3 separate regions of the Mus musculus genome follow, and regions 1 and 3 are each linked to region 2. A link is a contact called in public Hi-C and HiChIP or PLAC-seq data. All regions are on one chromosome and are shown on one strand. Each heading gives the region's core, a stretch centred on a gene start, on an enhancer-like site or on the middle of the called end of the contact. The rest is flanking DNA. Distances are from core to core; before and after follow the strand shown. Region 1 holds the start of Arfgap1 (ADP-ribosylation factor GTPase activating protein 1). Region 2 holds the start of Eef1a2 (eukaryotic translation elongation factor 1 alpha 2). Region 3 holds the start of Stmn3 (stathmin-like 3).

Region 1 (3,817 bases), core at 741-3,240, 190 kb before region 2:
TTACCTGCCAAGCAGCGTTTCAGCCAGCTTGACCTGAAGGCTATGGGTGGGAGAGAAGCCCAGATCTGCACTTCTGTCTGCCACAGAACCCTGAAATGTTAGTCCCACGCCCTAGGTTGTGTCTTGGGTAGCTGTGCAATGTATACATAGATAGCATGGCCTGTTTTACACAATGGTCCTGAAGAAGCATCTGCCCTCAGCACAAGCCATAACTATTATCTCTATATAGATGAAGTGTGGTGAACCAGAGTCCTATGAGCCTGGTAATGAGATATTAGACTTACAGCGCCCACACACCACACACATGTAATACTGACCTACACACCAAGTGCATATACACGCAGGCATGCATTTACATATGTATGAACAAGTACATACATACCTTCACAAGCTCACATGTACAAAATGTACTTCAACACACCTAGCTTGTGTAGGTCTAGCTGTTTCCTCCCTGCTACCTTCCCTGGGAGCCAAGGAACCGTTTGGACCATGCTGGGCCACATCGAGGGTCTGAGCTCAAGGCCTTGACTACTTTTCTGTTATTTATGTTGTAGTGTCATCTGAGCATGACATGATCATCACCACTGAGAGGCACAGTCACCATGGCTGCCCTCAGCCAGAAAAAAAAAAAAATAAGCAAAGCAGCCCAACAATGGCTAGATGTGTGGTAGTGGTGGTGAGGCCATTAACACATCCTCATGATAAAAGTAGAATCACAGAACCCTTACCGGAGGTTCCAGCCACCATTTTCTTATGCCCTGGGCTTCACATGGTTATGTGTATGTGTTTAAGTTTATAGGAGGTGGAAGGTTGAGCCATTATATCTGGCTTAGATTTTGTTCTTTTGTTTGTAAAGGTAGGATTTCTTTGTATAGCCCAGGTTGGCCTGGCACTCACTCTGTAGACCAGGCTGGCCTGGAAGTCAGAGACCTGTCTGCCTCCCCAGTGCTGCAATTAAGGAATTTGCCACTTATGTTCTTAGTAAGCTTCCTGTCCCCTGCATTTGGCCACTACGTTAGCCTGCAGAGGGCAGGTATGAGTTCTGGAACATCCTGGTATACATAAGAGCCTTTCTCACAAAAACAGAAATGCCATGTTATGAAGCTAGGTGGGGTGTCTATAATTCCAGAACTCAGGAGGCTGAATCGAGTTCCAGGCTAAATTAGGCTATGATGTGAAAGTCTATCTCAAATAACAATATCAGGCTGTGGTTAAGTGACTTAAGGCTACGTTTTTTGTTTCTCTCTTTACACAAAGCTCTAAACCTGTGAAAGAAACTCCAACAGTGGATGGAGAAAGGGATCCACTGTCCCTTGAGGTCCCAACTGTATGGATCTGAATTTGATAAAATGCCTCACGGTAAGTTTCGATGCAGGTACGTTTGATTTGACCTCAATAAAACATTGACTTTTGGCCAATTTGAAAGTCAAACGAGCCGGGCGGCGATGGCTCACATCTTTTGATCCACTCGGGGGGGCAGAAGCAGGCGGATCTTAGAGTTGGAAGCCAGCTAGCTCCAGGGCAGCCAGGGCTACACAGAGAAACCCAGTCTCTTAAAAAATAAATAAACAAACAAGTAAATAAAAATAAAAAGCCCAAGCAAAACCGTCAAAAGGCCAATGAGGAAGGAATTAGTGACACAGGGCGGCCCAAAGTGAACACAAAACTAAAACCCGCCGGCTACTAAATACATTGATTTGACCAGAACTGCTTGCCCAAGTCTATTTTAAACCACGGGTCGGAGTTCGAGTTGACAGAAGCCACGGGAAGTCCCTTGTTCCCGGGCTTGGTCGAGACCGTGGACGCCCTAGAATCCCGCTGGAGATAGCGCAGCCCGGATCCATCTGCGCTGCCCTGCCGCACTGCCCACGCAGAGGCAACCCTGCAAACCTGGCGCTCAGCCGAAGGTTTAGACAGACCGGAAAAGAAGCCTCGCCTCGGGCTCGCGCACAGAGGCGGAAGTACCGCCTCGGAGGCCTCCCATGAGCCCTTGCAAAGCGCGACGTAGCCGGAAGCTGCTGGCGGCTGGTGGGGGGATCTGAGCGCCTAGTCCAGCTTGGCACCTCGGCCGGACCCGACCTCCTGGGGGCAGCAGGTGAGTTTGCGGCCAGGACACCGGGCATCCGCGGACCCTCAGTTCCTTGCCCTTCCGGCTCTCAGATCACCCAGTTCCTGGCCCTGTAATCCTCGATTCTGCAGCCCTAGGCCCCTGGTCCCCCAATACCGTGACTGTCCGACGCCCCCGGTCTTCAGCCCTGACTTACTCCCCGGTGCCTCCCGCGTACCTCCCATTTCCCAGCTTCCTGGCCCCGGGTTCTCCAGTCCTTCGACCCGTGACGTTTTTGTTCCTCGGACCCCAAACTCCAGGATCCCAGTGTGCGGCCGTCCAGACCCCCCCTCCCCTGCCTCCCGGCCTGTGAGCTTTACCGCCCTTCAGCCTAGCGGTTGCAGGGACCTACGTGGCCCCTCAGCGCTCTGGTCCCGAGCAGTCTTGGACGCAGACTGGTTCTGCACTGCCCACTTTGTCGGGAAAGGGCCTCAGCCCTTCACTTCGAAAGAAGATTCTGTCCAGAGGTGCCGGTAAGCCAGGTTTTCTAACCTCAGTTTGTTTGATTTTTCCCTTCTTGGTCTCTGAAGTGAGTCCTCTGCGGAAGGAGGAAAAACAAAACATCTCAACAACAGACCCCCACAGGATCAAGCTTCTAAACTTTTTCTCAATTGTACCTGGCAATAGAATATACTGTATTTGCACTCTTAAGGCACCCACAAGTCAGAAGTAATATACACTGTTCCATAGCTGTGCAATGTTTAGAGCATTGAAGCCCTAACTATAGTTCTGGACGAGGTGATGATCTGATATCGTCTGTTCTTCAGAGTGAAGAAGCATAACTTAGACATGGGTTCTTTGTGTTCTCTGAACGGTTTTTGGTCACCCATACTGTGTAGCCTTAGGGCCAAGCTATGTCCCTAGATGTCCCCTTTGACCTCAGATGTACATCACGTCCCATTTAAGAAGCAAATGTTCTCTAGTGTGACATGTAGCTCACTAAAGTTTGAAATCCTTATTTGCTTCATTATCTACTAGGTATGTCTGCCTGAAGGAAGAGTATTTTGTTGTTTTTTTTTTCATTTCAGCTATTAAGAATTCTTAAGGGTGGGTGATATGGATACCAGGTAGGGGTGCTTGCCACAAAGCCTGACTACCTGAGTTTGATCCTGGTACTCACTTGGAGGAAGGAGATACTCAGCTCCCACCTTCTAGGCTTCTAGGCATGCACTTGTGAGCCCACCCAAGAAAGAAATCTTAAAAAAAAAAAAAAAAGGATTCTTGAGGCCTTCTTTAGGCTGGTTAAACTGAGAGATACTTATTTTCATGTTATTAAGCAACATTTAAGATGATTAATTTGAGCAGGGAAGTAAGTGGTGGAGCATGCCTTTGTTCCCCGCACTTGGGAGGCAGAGGCAGGCAGATTTCTGAGTTCGAGGCTAGCCTGGTCTACAGAGTGAGTTCCAGGACAGCCAGGGCTACACAGAAAAACCCTGTCTTGAAAAAACAAAAAACCCCAGACCAAACCCTAACTTCTCTCCAATATCCAAAGTTTACCACACAGGAAGAGTTTCTTAAATCCAAACCAAGTCAGGCATGGTGGCACCACCTTTGATCCCAGCACTTGGGAGGCAGAGGCAGGCAGATCTCTGTGAGTTTTGGGCCAGCCTGGTCTGCACAGTGAGCTATGTGTAGAGACCCTGTCTCAGGCCCGTAGCTGAGAATGTCCTTCTGCTTGGTTTTACTCAGAGATCCAGAGTTGCCTTAGGA
Region 2 (3,656 bases), core at 909-3,408:
GACCCCCCACTCCAGGTACCATCCTGGACCAGCAACCCTTCTCAGCTTATCTGGAGAAAGTGGAGCTGGCAAGCCTGCTGCCCATCAATCAGCTATTAATAGCATCCTTGAGCCCTGGCTGTTGCCAGACAAGCGAGGACAGCACCACATCCAGCCCAGCTTCAGCCCTGGGGAACAAGAGGATAAGGCTTGAGGGTCTCCTGGCACTGGCCCACTGAGGCCGAGTCCAGAGCCTTCGGATGGGCCTGGGGAGGGCACAAGTTCCCCCTCCCTCAGTATGAGACAAATCTAGCAACATTCTCAGAGGGAGACTGCTCTGTTCACCCCTCCCATCACCAGGCACCCATATCCCCTGCACTGAAGGAGGTAAACTGAGCAATGGCAGCACCAGGCCCACAGTGCTCACCTCTGCTGCCTCCTTCTCAAACTTCTCGATGGTCCGCTTGTCGATGCCACCACACTTGTAGATGAGGTGGCCTGTCGTGGTGGACTTGCCTGAGTCCACGTGGCCAATGACCACAATGTTGATGTGTGTCTTCTCCTTGCCCATTCTGCCTGGGTGAGGGAGGGGCTGGCACTGTGGGGGCTCTGGTTTGGGGTTGAGGGTATATGCTGGGCAGGAACTCTGTGGAGTCAGGGACGAGGGAAACAAGTGATTAAGGGGCCCAAAGAGAGTCCAGCAGAGGTACCCGCGCCATTCTTGTATTGTTTGGGAGCTTGCCCTGACCCAGTCTTCTCCTGAGCCAGAATAGGGAAGAACGACACCCCCCCCCAACCCTGTCCTAACCCCATTCAGCCACATTTCATTCATAAGCCACCTGTTTCTCTACCCTATACCTTAGCCCAAATGCTCCGTTAGTGTGTAAGTGTTTGGGAAGGTGATTTGGAGGCAAATTCCTTAGGGAAGGGTTAATCAGGTCTGGACATCACAGAGCAGCAGACTGAGTGAAGCTCTGGAGCAGCCAGGAGCCCTGTGATGAGTCACTGTGCCCAGCTCTAGGGTGCATTGTCCTTCCTGTCCTCGATGCCACCCCCCCCTTCACACACACACACACACACACACACACACACCAGGGAGGGACACTGCCCTACCCCCATCTGCTGCCACCATGAAGAGAAGGCCAGCACTCCTCAGCCCCTCCACGGGCAAGGGCGCCATCTTCCTCCCTCTGCCCACAGGCTGGCAGAGGAGACAGCTGGATGGTACCCAGGCATAGGCCCAGAATAGCTCAGGCCCTCCCCACAGGCAAGGGGCAGCCATGAGGGCCGAGAGGTGAATGTCCTGTTCTAGCCAGAGAAATAAAAATCCCACCTGGCCCAGCTCAGCAAGTGCCCTCAGAGATGCCCTGACCCTCTCCCCTACTATCCAGTCCAGGTCCTGTGTCTCAGTACCCGCGCATCTCAGAGGTCAACCGAGAAGCTCAGGCCTGTTGGGGTGGGGGGTGCATCCGAGGGTGGGAGCCACATAGGACGCGATAGGGGTCCTCAGATTTCACCACCTCCCCCGCCCTACTCTGACAAATCACGGACATCCCCAGGGCCCCAAACCACCGCGCCAGCACTTTCACCGACCAGCCTGTCAAGCCCAGCAGAGCCCAGACAAGCCCCAAGGTCAAGGTGACAGCATGATGGCAGGTTTCAGGAGAAGGCCCCCCTCCACTGTCACAATTGCCTAAGGGACTCACTACCCGACTGCCACGGGGACCCACCATGCCCAGTCTAGAGACAGCCTCCCTCCACCCCCAGCCCAGGGGTGCAGCCCAGCTAGGTGCCGCATATTCCCCTCTTCCCCGGGCTGGGTTCCCAGAGAAGCGAACCCTGATTGAAAACCTAAGCAAGGGTCTCAGACCGGGATGTGCGTCCTTACCCAGAGCCGAGGACTCAGTCAGAAGGACTGGTGGCGCCGGCGCCGGCGGTTTTATCTCTCCAGGAGGGGGTCCACCTATTGACGGTGCCGGCGCAATGCACTGCGCCCCTGCAGTACGGCAATGCGGTACCGGAGGGGGGAGGCGGGCGCCGAGCGGCTGGCAGATGGGATGCGAAAGATGCGTGGACGCAGGGGCCGCGCACCCACGGACGCGGGCCGGCGTAATGAGGATCCGAGAGGACGCAGCTGCAATGATGCACCGGAGCGAGGGAGAGAACCAGTGAGCGAGAACGCAGACCAGGAGAGAAAAACAGGCAAAAGGGCGGTGCAGCGCGCAGAGGTGGGGGCAGGGAAACAGAGCCAGGAAAGGAGGGGCAGGGATGGAGAGAAGCGAAAGAAACAGTAGAGAGAACTGGGGTAGCAGAGACAGTGGTTGCTGGAGAGCAGGGGGGAAAAAAAAGGTACATCCAACATAAAGATGTCCCCAGGAAGGTGGAACACAATAGGGAACCAGCAAGTAGACTAGGAGAGAAGAGGCCCAAGCCCAGGTCAAGATCCCTGCAAGCCTTGATGTGGGCATCCATTGCTGGCCCTGCTCATGGTTGAGTCCCGGTGAACATGAAGCTCAGTTTCCAGAGGTTTTCCACGATCCCCACCACCCCTAGCACAAGTGCTTACTCACATGGACCCTACATGACAGGCCCTTGAGGCAATCAGCCAGTCCAGCCCGCAGCCCAACCTTCTTATGAAGCCCTGGAAAGAGGTTTTTGTCTACCTATTCCCTTAGGTGTAGGGAATTTACAAAGCCCGTTCTCAGATGGTCTTAGCTAAGGTCACCAAGAACATCCAAACAGGGTTCAGATCCCCACTCTCCTTCAGGCTCCATTGGTAGGAAGCAGGGAGCCCTTGAGATTTCTAGAAAGATTAGGATATCCCAAATAGACCTTAAGGGGGTTGTGGCCACCGTGTATCACCAGGGGCTTCTTCAGAGGTGCCTATCTTGTCATTTGACCCAGACATTCCCGTTTTCCAATACTGCCACCTGTCCTAACCCAACCAGTCTTTGTGGTTGCAAGTAGGAAGCAAAGGTTCCTTGAGTATTTATGCTGACTGACAGCAGGCCTGTGCCTATTCCTTCTACCCTGGTGTAGAGTAGATCTAGACATAGAAGGCCCAGGTCAGGGCCCAGCACCTCCTACTGAGAGCGCCTGTTAGGGGACCCTGGAGATGGGTGCCCAATTAGGGCAGCTATCAAGTATGAAGAGAGAGTAAGGTGAAGCCTAATGAGGGTCTGTCTAGCAGAGGGCAGCCAGAGGCTAGGCAGGGCTCTCAGATGACTTGGCACTTTTGAAGACTGCTGAGACCGTCAACTGGGAGCCAGGAATTAAAAATAAACGCCTGGCAAGACATTAGCATTTACTCCACCCACTTGTCCAACTCATCTCTCCCTGAATGCCTTCCTTCTTGCATGGAGATGACTGGGCCTGGTTTCGAAATCAGGAGGTAGAGTGGGCTCAATAATGAGGTCCAAAACCCAGCATCTTTGTGAATAGCTATTAGTCCTTAGCTTTGGAGTCGCCTCCTCTGTCTATCTGGGCAGCAGTGAGCCAGCAAGGCCCAAGGCCAGGAGCTTACCCATCTAGAGGACTGACCCCTAATGACCAGAGGTCATGTCCTGCCTGAAACACCTATACATTGACCTACAGGAGGCAGGTCAAAAGTACCTCCCTGTCATTAGGACATACTTTGCCTCCACTGCAAATCCCTGAAGCCTTTGTTGGTATGAGAG
Region 3 (3,750 bases), core at 318-2,817, 160 kb after region 2:
CTTCCCCAGGGCTGATGGAAAGGGGGCCAGGTCTGGCTATAGTACAAAGGTAAGGTTTGAGCCACGGTTTTGGAGCTGGTGCTTAAAGTGTCTTTTACACATGTGGGCCCCTCCTTGGCTGGTACTGAAAATCTCTGGCCTTAAGGGGCGGCTTCAGGGAGGGACCGTGTGATGGGTGGAGTTTGTACCTGGGGCCAAAGCCAGGGAGAACCATGCATTGACCTATTTGACCGAGATCAGCCTTCTGGGCTGAGAGAAGGTAAGGCAGCAAGACCATGAGGCTCTTAGAGGAAACCAAGGTCAGGAGGTGGGTGTCATGCGTCCTGCAGTCTCAGGCACCCAGAAGAAAAAAAAAAAAAAAAAAAAACCCTGCTGAGACTAGGGACTGGGCGGGGCTGTCCAGCTTTAGCCTCTCAGGTCAAGAGTGGAGCCGCCGCAACCATGCAGGGACCTAGTACACTGCTAGTGTCCTTTCCTCCGCCTCGGTTCGACCCTCTATGCAGTCTGAGGTGTGGGAGGCTTCCTATGAAAGCAGACCCCACCCATACCCCGGAAAGGTTTGGAAATGCAGTAGCCTCTCCACTTATACCCAGTGGCGCAAAGGGCGGAGGTTCTTCTGGCTGGAGCCGGTGGCCCTAGCATCGCAGAGGGTGGTCCCCCTGTACAACGGTCACAGTGGGGAATGGAGGCGAGGAAGCCTCGCTTGTCGCAGGCTCCAGTCTCTCTCCGCGCGGTTGAGAGGTCCCCTCCTGTGTCCCTGCGCCCCTCCCCCATTTCTCAGGGACCAAGGTCCAGGCTTCTATGGAGGGTTCCACCTCCCCCTCAGCCCCCTACGAAGACTCAATGACACTGAAACCCAAGGTAGCTGGAGCCTTAGGGGACCTGCTAGCCGAACTGCAGGCACTCTTGTTCGCAGGCATAGAATCCGCAAAGCCGCTCTGCGGCAGTTGCACCTTGGCCCCGCACCCCAGCGCCTGAAGGGGTAATGCCCCGGGGAGCCCGGTTTCATTCAACCCTGTCTAGGGCGCGGCTCCTACCCCGCGTCCAGTAGCATCTCCTCCGCACTTGAGTCCCCTTCCACCCCTTAAGAACTCTGGACCCCCCTTCTTGCAGGGCCAGCCCAGCCTCGCCTTGCACAAGGTCCGACACAGGAAAACGGAGCCAGTAACTTGCTACTGCATCAGGCGAGGCCTCTGCTTAGACAATGGCCTCTGGTAAGACCCACTGCGGTCCCATGATCCCCTAGGCTCCCGAGCCCTACCAGATACGGTGCTGGCCATGGTGCTGGCGGCGGCTGGGGCTTCGGAGGCCGGAGGGATGCGGGCGGTGTCTGGGAGCTGCAGTCTGCGAATGCTGCAATGCTGTGGAGGGGAGGGAGGAAGGGCGGGCGCGGCAAGAGGGGGAGGGAGCGAGGGATGGATGGAGGAGTGGGGGTGGAAGGAAGGGGAGGGGAGAGGAAGAAAGAGAGGAAAGGAGAGAGGAAGGGCGGGAGGGAGGGAGAAGGAGAGAGAAGAGGGAGAGAGAGACAGATCCGACAGACAGTGGACGAACAAACGCTGGCAGCAACTATCAAAGACAAGACAGTGGGAGGAGATGGAGGGAGAGAAGTAAAACGATGCAGTAAGAGGCCTATATTTCATCTGCCGCAGCCATGGATGACACTCCTGTAATATGGCTTTGTGTATCTTAGAGAATGTGGAGATAAGACTCATTCCCCAGAATAGGCACGGAAGGAGAAGGGCCAGAGTATGGGCTTGTCTCATAGTCAGGGTGGGTGACAGAGGCTGCTAGAGGGTGGATGACTTCTAAGCCCCTGTTAAGTACTGAAAGGAAGGGATTCACTGGTTTGCAAAGGGTGACACTGTCCTACAAGAATATCTGGGGTAACTCTGTCCAGAGAGTGAGCAGGTTCTGGTTAAATAAGGGTGTGGTAAGGCCTATGACTGGGATTTGATGTGACCTTGAGTCAGGTTCTAGCACCAGCTCTCACATTCTCTATCTGATGGAGAAAGAGTTCCTAACCTCTCTGGGCCTTTGCTTCTTTGGTATAAGATGGAGCCATAGTGTCAGACTCCAGAAGACAGAAGAGAGATTTGCTAGGGTTGAGTGTATACATGCATATGTGTTCTATTTTCATCCCTGGAGTAATAAAATGTTTTGGTCAAGGGCTGGGAATGGTAGTACATATCTTTCATTCCAGTACTTGAGAGACAGAAGCAAGAGGATCTCTGTGAGTTCTAGGCCAGCCAAGACTACATAGTGAGACCCCGACGGGAAATAAGCTTCATCAATGCAACATGAGGGGAAGAATTTATTTCATTTTACAGGTTACAACCCATCATTGAGGGAAGTCAAGGCAGGAACTTGAAATCAGGTCTGCTTGCTAAGCCATAAAGCATTACCTCTGACCAAGAAACCTAGTCACTTTTACGGAAATGTAGCAGGAACCACGGAGAAGTGCTGCTCTCTGGCTCACAAACAGGCTTATGTTTCTCTGGCCTTCCTAAATAGTTTAGGTAAGCCGGGTGGTGGTGGTGCACACCTTTAAGCCCAGCACTTGGGAGGCAGAGGCAGGTGGATTTCTGAGTTCGAGGCCAGCCTGGTCTACAGAGTGAGTTCCAAGACAGCCAGGGCTACACAGAGAAACCCTGTCTCAAAAAAAAAAAAAAAAAAGTTTAGGTAACAAGCTGCCTAGGAGTGTACTGCCCAGCAATGAACAATCAAGACAGTCCCCCCAAAGACATGGGCACAGGTAAATTTTGATCCAGGAAATTCCTCAGTTGAAATCCCTTTCTTGTGTGACTCTAGGCTGTGCTAAGGTGACATTAAGGCTTACTGGGACAAGTAGGGAGCACATGATTTGCCTTTCCTGACAAGACAGCCTAATATCTAATGGGCTATCTCATCCACTTTTGAGATGGAGTCACTGAAATCTAGACAAAAATGGCTTGTTTCACAAACATTTAACTCATAAGGCTAGAAGTAAAATTCTGAAAATCCTCCAAGACTTTAGGAAGAGGAGGCAGCTTACAAAGGCAAAAGTCAGGGGCAAACCTAAGGACCAGGTGTACATGGAGCCATCCTATTAGCATTGCATATAACCTTGCACCTAGTAATGTATACCTGAGCCTGGGCCTATGTATCTGACAGTTGGGATTAAATTGCATTGTGTGGATTAAAAGACATAGAAAGGGAATATCCAGTGGGCCCAAATAAATAGGAGCCCCCCTTTCCCTAAAGATTTGTTTTATTCTCTCTCTCTTCCTGTGTGTGTGTGTGTGTGTGTGTGTGTGTGTGTGTATACAGGTGCCTGTGGAGGCCAAAAGGGACATCAAATCACTTGAAGTTGTAGTTAAAGGTGGTTGTATTCTGTCCAGTGTAGATGCTGGGAACTGAACTCTGGTCCTCTTCAAGAGCAACAAATGCTCTTGACCAGTGAGCTTTTTCTCCAACCCTAACAGGAGCACTTTCAAAGCAGGATAGACCTTACTATGGAGTCAAGTGGCAAAGACATAAAAGCTATTGCCATCTTGTAGTCAGCAAGACCTTAAAGCTACCACGACTGGAAGCAAATTCTGCCAACATGAATACCTAGATTCATGATTTGCCTTCAGAAACCCTAGATAGAAGTAAGGAGCTAACACATGAAACTTAGTACATGGCTTTGGTGTGAGCTAGAGGCAGGTTCCAGCACCAGCTCTGACACGACAATCTCTATTGGAGGGGAAGTTTCTGACCTCCCTGAGTTTC

The links. A called contact is a pair of places that touch in the nucleus more often than the background predicts. HiChIP or PLAC-seq counts read pairs in DNA pulled down with a chosen protein or histone mark.
Region 1: a contact with region 2 is called in a Hi-C map of cortical neurons, with 2.4 times the contacts expected there. The contact joins the promoter of Arfgap1 here to the promoter of Eef1a2 in region 2. A contact is called at or near these places in 1 of 39 promoter capture datasets (liver), 2 of 484 Hi-C or Micro-C datasets (cortical neurons and nephron progenitors), 6 of 115 datasets of contacts at active chromatin or transcription factors (bone marrow-derived macrophages, embryonic stem cells and microglia) and 2 of 9 other capture datasets (adipose tissue and macrophages).
Region 3: an H3K4me3 HiChIP or PLAC-seq map of forebrain shows a contact between it and region 2, with 2.9 times the contacts expected there. The contact joins the promoter of Stmn3 here to the promoter of Eef1a2 in region 2. A contact is called at or near these places in 12 of 39 promoter capture datasets (the 3T3-L1 cell line, the HPC-7 cell line, Sertoli cells and 7 more), 5 of 484 Hi-C or Micro-C datasets (the N1E-115 cell line, bone marrow-derived macrophages, cerebral cortex and 2 more), 18 of 115 datasets of contacts at active chromatin or transcription factors (the 230-238 cell line, the SCID.adh cell line, SST interneurons and 11 more) and 4 of 9 other capture datasets (adipose tissue, liver, macrophages and 1 more).

Annotation. Positions count from the first base shown.
Region 1 is chr2:180,965,235-180,969,051 of GRCm38.p6, forward strand. It overlaps Arfgap1 (ADP-ribosylation factor GTPase activating protein 1), which reads left to right and starts at 1,991. Exons shown (of 14, transcript NM_145760.3): 1 at 1,991-2,095; 2 at 2,368-2,580.
Region 2 is chr2:181,154,857-181,158,512 of GRCm38.p6, forward strand. It overlaps Eef1a2 (eukaryotic translation elongation factor 1 alpha 2), which reads right to left and starts at 2,159. Exons shown (of 8, transcript NM_007906.3): 1 at 1,868-2,159; 2 at 407-625. The coding sequence starts at 550.
Region 3 is chr2:181,312,933-181,316,682 of GRCm38.p6, forward strand. Stmn3 (stathmin-like 3) reads right to left here and starts at 1,568. Exons shown (of 5, transcript NM_009133.3): 1 at 1,262-1,568. The coding sequence starts at 1,280.